2 separate regions of the Mus musculus genome follow, and region 2 is linked to region 1. A link is a contact called in public Hi-C data. All regions are on one chromosome and are shown on one strand. Each heading gives the region's core, a stretch centred on a gene start, on an enhancer-like site or on the middle of the called end of the contact. The rest is flanking DNA. Distances are from core to core; before and after follow the strand shown.

Region 1 (5,848 bases), core at 533-3,032:
TCTAGACTTGACCTGAGAGATAATACCCAAATTAAAAGCACCATCCTGAGGCCATCCCACATTGAAAGTTGGCCATTCGGCGGAACAGAAAGTAACCCAGCGCCTCTTCCTGACATCCACAGACTGATTGGATGCAATGCGCTGGACATCTCCCCAGTGCTGCAAGGTTAGACTCAGGGGGGGTAGTTACGGTCTGTCCCATGATCTCGAAAACACTTAAAGACAGGAGAAAACTAACGAAGAACAAAAGAACAACAACAACAAACAAATCAGACGCGCGGCGCGGTTTCGGCGTAAAACCGAAAGCAAAAATTCAGATGGGGGAGGGGAGCGTTTCGGCCCCTCGCCGCCCAACAGAACCACGTATCCCTCGGTCAAAGGAGAGGCTCTAAAGAGTCCGAGACGGGTCGGGTTCTCAGATACAGATTGGGCCACAAAGATGGCCCCCGATGCCTCTGAGACGTCTCCCAGGGCTGCGGCCGGGAATACGAACTCGTCAGTTCTTCCGCGGACCCGCCAGATACAGATCTAGTTAGCTAACTAGTACAGACGCAGGCGCAAACATTAGATGCCGGCACACACACACACGCACGGAGACAGAGACAGACACGAAACGACCGCTGGCCAGCTTACCTCCCGGCGGGGGTCGGTGGTCCCTGGGCAGGGGTCTCCTAATCTCGGTGGGACCTCCAAATGAAAGACTCCCGAGGTGGGTAGTCAATTAATCTGAGGAGACCTTCCCAAGAATCAGCGAGCCCACGATTCGGATGCAAACAGCAAGAGGCTTTATTGGGAACACGGGTACCCGGGCGACTCAGTCTATCGGAGGACTGGCGCGCCGAGTGTGGAGTTCTTACCCTTTTTATAGGGCTGGGGCTGGGGAGCAAAAAGCGTGGGTACAGAAGCGAGAAGCGAGCTGAGTCTGGGAACCATCTGTTCTTGGCCCTGAGCCGGGGCCCAGGTGGGTATCATCTGTTCTTGGCCTTGAGCCGGGGCCCAGGTGGGTACCATCGGTATCCTGTTTGGCCCTTGTCCTAGTATTATTCAGCCTTGATTTTTAGCTGTTAATCTTTAACTGAACTTCCTTGTAGCTTTTGAGAACTCAGCTCTGGTACTTTTTCATGCCTTGCAAAATGGCGTTACTGCAGCTAGCTTGCTAAGCCTTATGGTGGGGTCTTTCAAAGGAAAAGGCAGTGAGCTCAGCCTCCAGGGTGTCAGGAGGCATGGAATGCTCTCAAGGAAGGCAGTGTCAGGATTCAGCTCGTGTTTTCAAAAACTCACCCTGGTGGCTGTGTGTAAGATGGATTATGGATTGAAGAGGGAAGGCAGGCGACAAGAGGAGGGGGAACTGAGGAGCCACTGGGGGAGACAAAGACACAGCACCTGAGGCTGGGCCTGAATGCCCCCTGCCTGTGAGGCTCTGAACCCCCTCCCAATCCTCCCCTCCACCCTCCAGGCCTGTTGTCTTGAGCAGCGGTGGGAAGGACAGGGCTGGCAAAACTGACACTCACTAATCACGGCCCTCACCCCAGAGCTGCACTGACTGTCTGGTCTCCATGGAGACACGGCAACCTCCGGCCACTTGTTAATGGCAACTCAACAAGGCTGCAGCAATGAGGCCCGGGCCTGACCAGTGTGCCCAGCTCTGCACCATTCATCCCAGTTTGGGCCTCTGCAGAAGACCCCAGGGGTGCGGGAGTTGGGGCACAGGAAGAAGGACTGGTTGGCTACACCCCTCTGCAGCCCCGCCTCCTTTGGCACTGCCAAGCAGCGAGGGCAGAGGCAGTCTCTGCCCTGGCTGACTCCTCCGCAGGGCTGCTGGGAAGCTGAGCTCATGCAGGTCACCCAGGCAAGGCCAAAGGGCTGGCGGGGGATGGTGAGGAATCCAGAGGGGACCTGCCTGCATCCCACACACAGCAGAATGGAGGTGGGGTGAGCTTCTCCTGCACCAACAACCCTCTGCTCTGCTAGCCTGAGGCAGGGGCCCAATTGGGAACCATCTGTCCAGAACCTCTTCCCAGAGCACTGTCGCTCCTCCATTGGAAATGCCACCATTAGCAATCCGTTCCATCAGGAGGCCGCATGGCTTAGCACACAAAACACTGGCTTTGCAGTCAGGCCAGCCTGGGTATAAAAACTTGGCTCTGTCCTTAACCGTTGAGCATTGATTTCTCCATCTGTAGGATGGGGACGATAATTGCGCATGTGTGTATGTGCGCAGGAGGAAGTGCTATGGATGTTTCCTGGAGACTGATCTTAATACCTGTGCTTTCCATTCCAGGAGCCATTTCTCTCTTTCTTTCTCTTCCCCCAAGGAGCCATTTATTTTTGCTTCTTCTCTTCTTCCCTTCCTTTCTTTAAAAAGAAAAAAAAATTTATGGGCAGGGCGTAGGCAGCCCACGCCTTTAATCCCAGCACTCTGGAGGCAGAAGCAGGTGGATCTCTGTGAGTTTGAGGCCATCCTGGTCTACGGAGCACAGCCCCATCTGGGGGTGGGGGTGGGGGGCAGTGGGGGTGGGTTGGGAGGAGGGGGAGATGGAAAATAAAGGAACAAACAAAAGATCTTTTTGAAACAGGGTGTGTTACCCAAGCTGATCTAAAACCAGCTTTGTAGCTAAGAATGACCTTGAACTCTGCCTTCACTTCCCAAGTGCTGGGATTGCAGCCTTTCTTTGCCACCACAGACCATCTGGGTCCTCTTCCACACTTCCCAGGATGATCCCACAGATGTTCCATACTCCTGTAACTGCCCCACATTTGTGGTCCCCATAGACTGGGCTGGGTAGAGTGAGCATCAGGACAAAACGGAGGAAATAAACAGGGGATGGGGAGGAGGGGGAAGAGGTTCTCTCTGCCTTTTTTCCCTCTTCCTCCTCTTCCTCCCCTCTTCCTCCCCCTCCTCCTCCCCCTCCTCCTTTTCCTCCCCTCCTCCTCTGCCTCCTCCTCTCCTTCCTCCTCTGCCTCCTCCTCCCCCTCCTACTCCCCCTCCTTCCCCTCCTCCTCCTCTCTCTCCCCCCTCCTCCTCCTCTTCTTCTTCCCCTCCTCCTCTTCTTCCTTTTCCTCCTCCTTCTTCCTCTTTCCTGTTAACCACTCCACGGAGATGTAGGCCTCTTCCCCACCCCCCTTCTCACTGTCGTCCATCTGTCTATCCCTCCCTCTCACAAACAAGAGCTGAGCCCCTCTATCCCCGGGTCCTCAGAGATGCAGATACCACCTCAGCCAGCAGATAAACCAGGAGCCAGGCTCCCAGACATCAGGCACCCCACCGTTGGCTGGGGGCCTAGATCCAGCCACATCCCTGCAACGTGGTTCTCCTCGCTCATTCCCTAGGCAATGCTGCAAGCCGAAAGGGTCCTGGGAACTCATCTACTGCAGCTATCAGGATGAAAAAACCAGAGGCCCAGGGCAGCCCAGGAGCCCACAGCAGCTCCACTTTGAAGCTGACAATATGGGCCTGCTTAGGAGGCAGCTTTTTGGCTCTCTGGATCCTGCTGACAGCTGTGTTCTCAGCAGCAGCTGGAATGTTGGTAGGAGCCTGTCTGGCCTTTGCACCCTGACTCCCCAGGGCAGAGCCAGGTGGCCCTGGTGGGGGCCCAGTGGGGAATGGGGATGGTTCTGAGTGCTTGGTGAGGGCATGGGATCCCAGGGAGAAGATAAGGGAGGCAGTGCTGGGTCTGAAGACTGAATCAGAAGCGCTGATTCATCTCAGCTCTGCTGGGCACTGGCTGGCCAAACCTGCCTTTTCTTTTCTCTCTTTCCTTTAACTTCTTAAAACAGATTTATTTTATGTGTATGTGTTTTCCTACACGTATGCCTGGGTACCATATGCATGTCTTGTGGCCACAAAGGTTAGGAGAGAACATGGGCTCCCCAGGACGTGGAGTGACAGGTGGTTGTAAGCTGCCACATTAGTGCTAGGAACTCCTGACCTCTGAGCCATCTCTCCAGCATCCCCTTTTCTTCTTATTTAACAAAGGTGGGCCTTGAACTCGTTGCAATCCTCCTGCCTCGGCCTCCTAAATCCTGGAATTACAAGGCATGAGTCAACATGCCGGCTTGGATCTGTTTTATTTTTAATGAAATGCCATTACCAAATTACCAATGCAGAATGAAAAAGATTTGTCAATGGAGGCAGCTGTACAAAGGTGAGAAATATTTATTTGGGGGCTGAAAAAGCTGGAGTCCACAGAGTGAGCCTATATGTCCCTCCTGTTGCCTTTGTTGAATTGCAGACAAAGACTTGTCCAGTCCAGACTGTTCATTTGCTAAAGGGGGAAACGAGACCAGAGATGGGGAACAAGTTGCTCAAGGTCACACAGCCATTATGGGACCAATGTGGGCCCAGAGCCCAAGCTGTACACAAGGTCCCCTGCCCAGCTGCATCACTTGCTCATTCAGCCCCTCAGCGAGTGGGCGCAGCTTCCTTCCTGCCGCCCTGCCCGCCGTCTGCCACGTTGGCAGCCGCCTGAAGCCTTCTCGCCCCTGCTGCTGCCGCCACTGCTGCTGCTGCTGCGGCGGCGGCATCGGCGGCCGAGACCAACCAGCCGCGAGTTTGCCCAGAGCAGCCAGGGCTGCCTGAGCCTGAGCTGGGGCAGGGCTGACTGATTCTGCCAGATGGGAGGGAGAGAGGCAGCCAGTGGAGGGAGGGAACCAGAGCTGAGCTCTTCTCTACTCTCACCAGCCAAGGGAGGGAGGTAGAAGGCTGCAGTTGGGGGCTAGGAGGCTACAGTATGTGACCATGAGGTTCAGACATCTGGGTCAGTCCCCGTAGGAGCATGGACATGCACATGTGTGCAGGAGCGCGCGCGCACACACACATGCACACACACACACTACCCTGAAGAATTGTATTGGGGTGAATCAATTTCCTTCAAGTGTGCAAATTCTCCTCTGCCCACTTCTTATACTCCACTTCCTCCTCCTTCTCCTCTTTCTCTTCTTTCTTCTCCACCTTTCTTCTCCTCCACCTTCATCTCCCTCTTCTTCCTCCTCCCCCCTTCTCCTTTTTCTTCTTTTTCTTTTGTTTTTCTCAAGACAGGATTTCTCTGTGTACTCAGAGATCTGCCTGCCTCTGCCTCCTGAGTGCTGGGATTAAAGGCGCGTACCACCACCACTCAGTTCAAGTGTGCAAGTTCTGCTGTGTGTGTATTTGTGCAGCTCAGAGAGCTACTGTGTGTTTGAATAAGCACTAGAGAAAGCTGTGCATGTCCTGAGTTTGAATCCTGGCTATGAACACAGAAATGCTGTGTCTAATTGTGTGTAACCCCAAACCCGTGAGTACCGTTTCATTGGCAAGGAATCCAGGCATTTTCAAGGGGGTTGGTACATGTGCCTATGTGTGTGCCATGTCCGGGTGTGTCAGGCATGCCTGTGAACTTGTTACAGTCAACAGGAGACTAATGAAGTAATTATGAACAAGGCATAGTGGGGATGTCTGCTTTAAGAGATGCTGTGTGAGGCTGTGGTTTGGTAATCTGTGTCTGGGGAGATACCGGGGAGCTGTGTGGGCTGGACCAAATGTCCAGGGGTAGGCACGCAAGCATGTCTGTGGCTATTGATGGCTGGTGGCACAGGGGAACAGCATGTGTCTGTATATATTTGGCTGTGTTGTGTGAGAGATTAGGGGAGAGTGTGGCAGTGATGGCAGTGGTGGGGATGATTGGTGGCGCTGTGCGGGGGGGGGGGGCGACGACACTGCTTGGTGTTTGCGCTTGTTTCTCTGGATGGCAGGGCCTGTGTGTGCCTGTATGCATGAGTCTGTACGGGCTGTGTGATAGAAACCACGTGGGGCTGTGGTGAGCTAAGCTTACATGGGGAGAGAGCCGATGCCTGGGTTTGTATTTGTCTG
Region 2 (5,152 bases), core at 1,398-3,897, 320 kb before region 1:
AGCTGTGCTGGCTCCTTCCCCGCTTCCCAGAGTCCCCGGTCTAGGTTGGCCTGCACACTTCTACTTTCCTTGTGCCTCACTGACTCTTCTCAGGGGCCTCTGAGATTCAGGCGTGGAAGATGCCTGGTGAGCCCTTCTGGGGAGCCTTGTCGGCTTCCATCTTTAAGAAAATGGGAGGAAGTAGGACTGAGACCTAAGACTTCCAGCTCAGTTTCCTAGGGTAGTAGTAGATTCTGCCCATAATGTTCAGATTCCTGAATCCCAGGAGTCCAATGGAAGTGGCTTCTTATGGAAGGCCTCTAATGACCTGGGCCACGTCAGCGTCTACCATGCAAGCCTGGAGCCTCAGGTGCTGGGGCGCTCCTTCGTGACCACAGAGATCCGGAGACTCCATGGTAAGTAACTACCCCACCAAGCCCGTCACCTGCCACTCCGACTCACGCCATGATTCCGGACAGGTGGAAGAGCTCAGCTGACAGGTAAGCCATGTAGCTGTAGAGGAAGACGAAGAGCGGCTCGATGACCCGGATGTGAGAGGTAAATCGGGAGGTGAAAGCTGCGATTACCCCGTAGACCACGCCCACAAACACCCCACCGAGGGCCACCACGAAGAAGCTCAGGAAGCCGAGGAAGATGTCCGAGATGCCCACAGAGTCATAGCTGGCAAATTCCTCAAAGAGGTGATAGAGGACCTGGGGAGAGCACACAGGCTGGTAGGCAGGAGGGCAGGGCCCTGGCCCCATGGCTCCCTGACACTGTCCTTCCACAATTCACAACCATGGATTCAGACCTCAAGGCAGCTAAGTGCTAAGTGTGTAGAACCTAGCCTGGGGCTTACGGAGCGGCACGTGCTAGAGGAGCACACTGGGGGCCTGCAGCACCCCCTGCTGGTAATCAACATACACTCTTAAAGCTACAATCCTTTGCACACATGGCCTCATTTTCCCGTGCTTCAGTTTTCCACAAGGTGGGGGACAATTGGGGTGCTCACATCACAGGGCTGTCATAAGAACTAAGTAAAGCACTCAGCATGATTGGGACTCCCTGTGGTACTCTCCTTCAGCACAAGTTTAGACAGTAAACCAGGACAGGACCAGTCAATCTCTGAAAGTAACTGGGGCCAGGTCATATGTGACCTGGGATCCACCAAGTAGGACCGAGAAATCTCCATTTAAACAAGCTGCCTGGTTACAATGGGCAGCCAGGCTCACATGCTGTGGAGCTGGAGGCCCTGGAATGGGCCACAGCCTGCACATGGTGGGCACAATCTCTACTGGGATGCAGGTCAAGAACCTATGCCCTTGGTAGAGGGAGGCTCAGGCAGGCCCAAAACCTATTCCTTCAGTTTCTGAGGGACTGACTGGCACGGCTGCTCTCAGTCTAATCAAGTCTAGCCCTAGAGAGCTCTGCCAGAAACCAGCTTTGGGGGAGGGGAGATGTTCCAGGCCTGGAAAGAAGGGGCAACAGGCAGGAAAGAGTGAGAGGACAGAGCTGATGCCAGGCAGCTCAGGTGCAGCCTCACTGTCTGGGGCATTCACACCTGAACTAAGCTCTAGAAAAGGCCCAATTTGCCAGGCAATCGTAGCACACACCTTTAATCCTAGCAAGAGGTAGGCAAATCTCTGAGTTTGAAGCTGGCTTGGCCTACAGAGCTAGTTCCAGGAGAGTCAGGGCTACACACACACACACACACACACACACACACACACACACACACAGAAAACCAAACAAACAAAAATAAAAACAGAAAGAAAGAAGGAAAGGCCGGGCAGTGGTGGTGCATGCCTTTAATCCCAGCACTCAGGAGGCAGAGGCAAGCAGATCTCTGTGAGGGCAGCCTGGTCTACAGAGTGAATTCCAGGACAGCCAGGACAGCCGGGAGGGCGACACAGAGAAACCCTATCTTGGACAAAGGCCCACTATGGGCTGCAGAAAGGGTGGCTGCTAGGCACTGGCTAGGCACCAGTGGATCACAGCTTTCTGGGACCCAGGCTGGACCTCAGCAGCAGTGTGTTCCGCCATCGGCTAACCTCAGTCCAGCTTGGGGATGCTCATGAGTGACCACAGGCTATGCCATGAGTCACAGGAACGGTACTGAGGCTGGGTCCTCTTTTCTCGCTTGGAGCTATCGTCAGTGACATGATAATTGAAAAAGAAAAGCAATGTGGTGTAGGCCTGTGGGGGTCATGTGACCCCAGCAGTCACGTGAGCTCTTCAGCTAAGAACCTCCTGATGCCTCCACTTCAAGAGTGCCATCGTCCTGCTTGGTTTGTTTTGCAGGGGTCATCTTTCCACAAGCTAGAATCACCCAGGGAGAAGACCTACTCCTTCAGACTGCCTGTGGCCAATGCCATGGGGCATGTTCTTGATGAGGGAGAACCCAGCTCTGGCCAGGTGGTCCTGAGCAAGCTAATAAGCAACACTCCTCCAGGATTTCGGCTTCAGCTCCTACCTCCAGGTTCCTGCCTCGAGTTCCTGACTCCCCTCAGCGACGGCACATGACTTGACTGAAAGCTAAATCCACCCTTTCCTCCTCAGGCTGCTTCTGGTCATGGTGTTCTGCCACAGCAACAGAAACCATAACAAAGCTACAGAGTCACTGTGCAAACCAGATAGGGTAGCAGGCATCCAAACCGGGAGCGTCTGAGCATCAGCCACGTGACCAGCCCAGCGCTGCTCACGGTCAGGAGACTGCATAGATCTTATACACAGATGGAGTTATCAACTCCATGCAAGCACACCATTGTTTCCTGTACGTCAACCTGAATGCATAGCCAGACTCAGCTGGGGGATGGTTCAAATTAGGCACCCACACTTCAGGTGCACACGTACAAGCTGGATTCCAACAGGAATCCCAGGAAACCCCACCTGGCCTTTGGACAACAGCACTACCACTCGGTCACTTGAAGTCTGTCAAAGGAGGGGCCTGGAAGAGGAAGAATTTCTCACTTAAAGTCACAGGAAACCAAGTAGTCAGCTGGGTAGTCAGGCAGCGGTGATGCACACACCATTAGCCCCAACACTCAGGAGGCAAAGGCAGGCAGATCTCTGAGTTTGAGGCCAGCCTGGTCTCAGAAGGAAGTCCCAGGACAGCCACGGCTACACAGAGAAACACCGTCTTAAAACAAAAAAGCAAGAAACCAAAAACCAACCAACCAAACGAATGAACAAACAACAACAAAACCACACAGTCAGCCCAGACCTACTAATTTCACTTCCCACATCCTAGAGGTTTGGGGGGACCGAGTCCTTTTCATTTCCTTTGCCCAGAACCCTGCACATACCAATTCTTAAACAGCCAACACAAGAGCTAAAAGCCTCCTCAGAGATTAAATGGGCTATGAACAGAAGCAGGAAGAAGCCCAGTGGCTGGGCAACACAGTATCAAATGCAAGCTAGCCAGGAAGCAAATGACCTGCTAGGCCAGCAGCTCAGGTCCTAGAGGGCATAGACTGGCCAAGCATACTGCCTCAAAGCTCAGTTCCGCCGCACTCTAGTAAGCTAACTTCTGTGGGTTGTTTCTAGTTCTGTAAGGTAAGAAAATACGTCTCTCCTCGGGTTATCCATGTTCCAGTGCTCAGAGCAGTGCCTGACAGAAAGCATGGAGGGACCCTGGCCATCTTTATTAGCACTAGTGGAAGGATAAGGCATTGCCTGTGCCCCATGTGCGTGTGGTGTGACCCCTGCCCCCTCACCACAGTGACGGCATCGTTGAGCAGGGACTCCCCGAAGACAAGGATGTGTAGCAGTTCGTTGATGTGGATCTCCTCGAAGACGGCCAGCACAGCCACAGGGTCCACGGCAGAGATGATGCTGCCAAAGAGCAGGGTGTCCAGCAGGCCAATGTTGTTGATCTGCTCGCCGCCCACCAGGCACACGGCGTACAGGAGGCCACCCAGGAAGAACGCATTCCACAGTGTGCCCACCACAGCAAAGATCAGGATGGTGCCCAGGTTCTCCGTGAACTGCCGCAGAGGCAGGAAGTAGCCTGCATCCAGGATGATGGGTGGCAGCAGGAAGAGGAAGAAGACGTCTGATTGCAGGAAGGGGGGCGTCTCTCCGACGCCCTTGATCAGGCCCCCCACCAGCAGCCCCACTACGATCAGCAGGCAGCTCTCCGGGACGATGCTTGAGATGGTGGGGATCACATGGAAACCTGTGAAGGGCGAGAGAACGGGAGGCCGTGGGCTTTTCAGGGGAGCCAGAAGAACAGAAGGTTGGGGACAGGACTGGGGACCAGGAAAGCAGCTGGCGAGAGGTGCACAGGCTTGGTCTCAGAAGGCCGCTCTGTTAACTCTCTGAGCTCGGGTTCCTTGCCTGTAAAACGGAAGGGATAATACCAGCTTCACAGGGCTGTGGCATAAAATAATTATTTTAAAATTTATAGTGTGTGTGCGCGCGCGTGCACGCATGTGCACAGATATGCATGTACCATGACACATGGGTGGATGTCAGAGGACAACTTGTGGGAGTTGGGTCTTTCCTTTAACCAGGTCCTGGGTACTGAACTCAAGTCTTCAGGCTTGGCGGCAAGCGCCTTTACCTGCTGTTTTCACAGAGTATTCGCCAACTGTCCGTTACAGAGCAGCAGCTCTGCATGCCTCTGACAGACAGAAATCAAACTGATAATCAAGGTGCAAAAAGTTTCCACGGCATCAAGCTACCCTGAACCCACGGCACTTCCTCAGGCACCTGGCTTACATCCCACACAGAGACAACCACAGGTACAGTCTAACAATCCCGTCTCGGGGCAGGCGGCAGGCTCCGTGCCATCGGGGTGTATAAGCTGCAGGCTGACACTGGGTGGTGTTAAAGCGGGGATGTGAGAGAGACAGGAGAATCAAGGAGCGTCAGTGCCAGGAGAATTTGGGGACAACAGGCCCGGGCCTGCACACCTGCAGAGCACATTCAGCGACCTCCAGCCCTAGACACGCAAGCAGCAGGCAGCTGTACGCAACTGAGGCACACCAGGCGGCTGCTCCAGAAGATCCCAAGAAGTCAAAGGCCATCAGTCACTTTGGGCAAGTGAAAGGTGAAGGGATTTGCCCAAAGTCAGAGCAAATCAACAGCAGGACCAGGAGGGAGCCTAGGTCTGAAGCCCAGCTCCCAGCAAACTCCATAGTTCTGAAAGTTTAGTTCTCCTTGCCTCCCT

Evidence for each region. Hi-C and Micro-C count contacts between places; a contact is called where the count stands out from the background.
Region 2: a Hi-C map of pre-megakaryocyte-erythroid progenitors shows a contact between it and region 1, with 5 times the contacts expected there. The contact joins two enhancer-like sites. A contact is called at or near these places in 1 of 484 Hi-C or Micro-C datasets (pre-megakaryocyte-erythroid progenitors) and 2 of 115 datasets of contacts at active chromatin or transcription factors (double positive thymocytes and extraembryonic endoderm stem cells).

What each region holds. Positions count from the first base shown.
Region 1 is chr4:133,091,290-133,097,137 of GRCm38.p6, reverse strand. No RefSeq gene overlaps it. Among named protein-coding and RNA genes, the nearest start is that of Gm26615, 11 kb to the right of the region's middle. Within about 2 kb of position 1,782, at least 219 of the 459 cell types and tissues checked have an H3K27ac peak or open chromatin away from gene starts, as enhancers often do. A contact at or near this core is called in pre-megakaryocyte-erythroid progenitors, where this site is marked.
Region 2 is chr4:133,410,841-133,415,992 of GRCm38.p6, reverse strand. Slc9a1 (solute carrier family 9 (sodium/hydrogen exchanger), member 1) reads right to left here. Exons shown (of 12, transcript NM_016981.3): 2 at 3,696-4,156; 3 at 442-692. Among named protein-coding and RNA genes, the nearest start is that of 1700091J24Rik, 21 kb to the left of the region's middle. Within about 2 kb of position 2,647, at least 65 of the 459 cell types and tissues checked have an H3K27ac peak or open chromatin away from gene starts, as enhancers often do. A contact at or near this core is called in pre-megakaryocyte-erythroid progenitors, where this site is marked.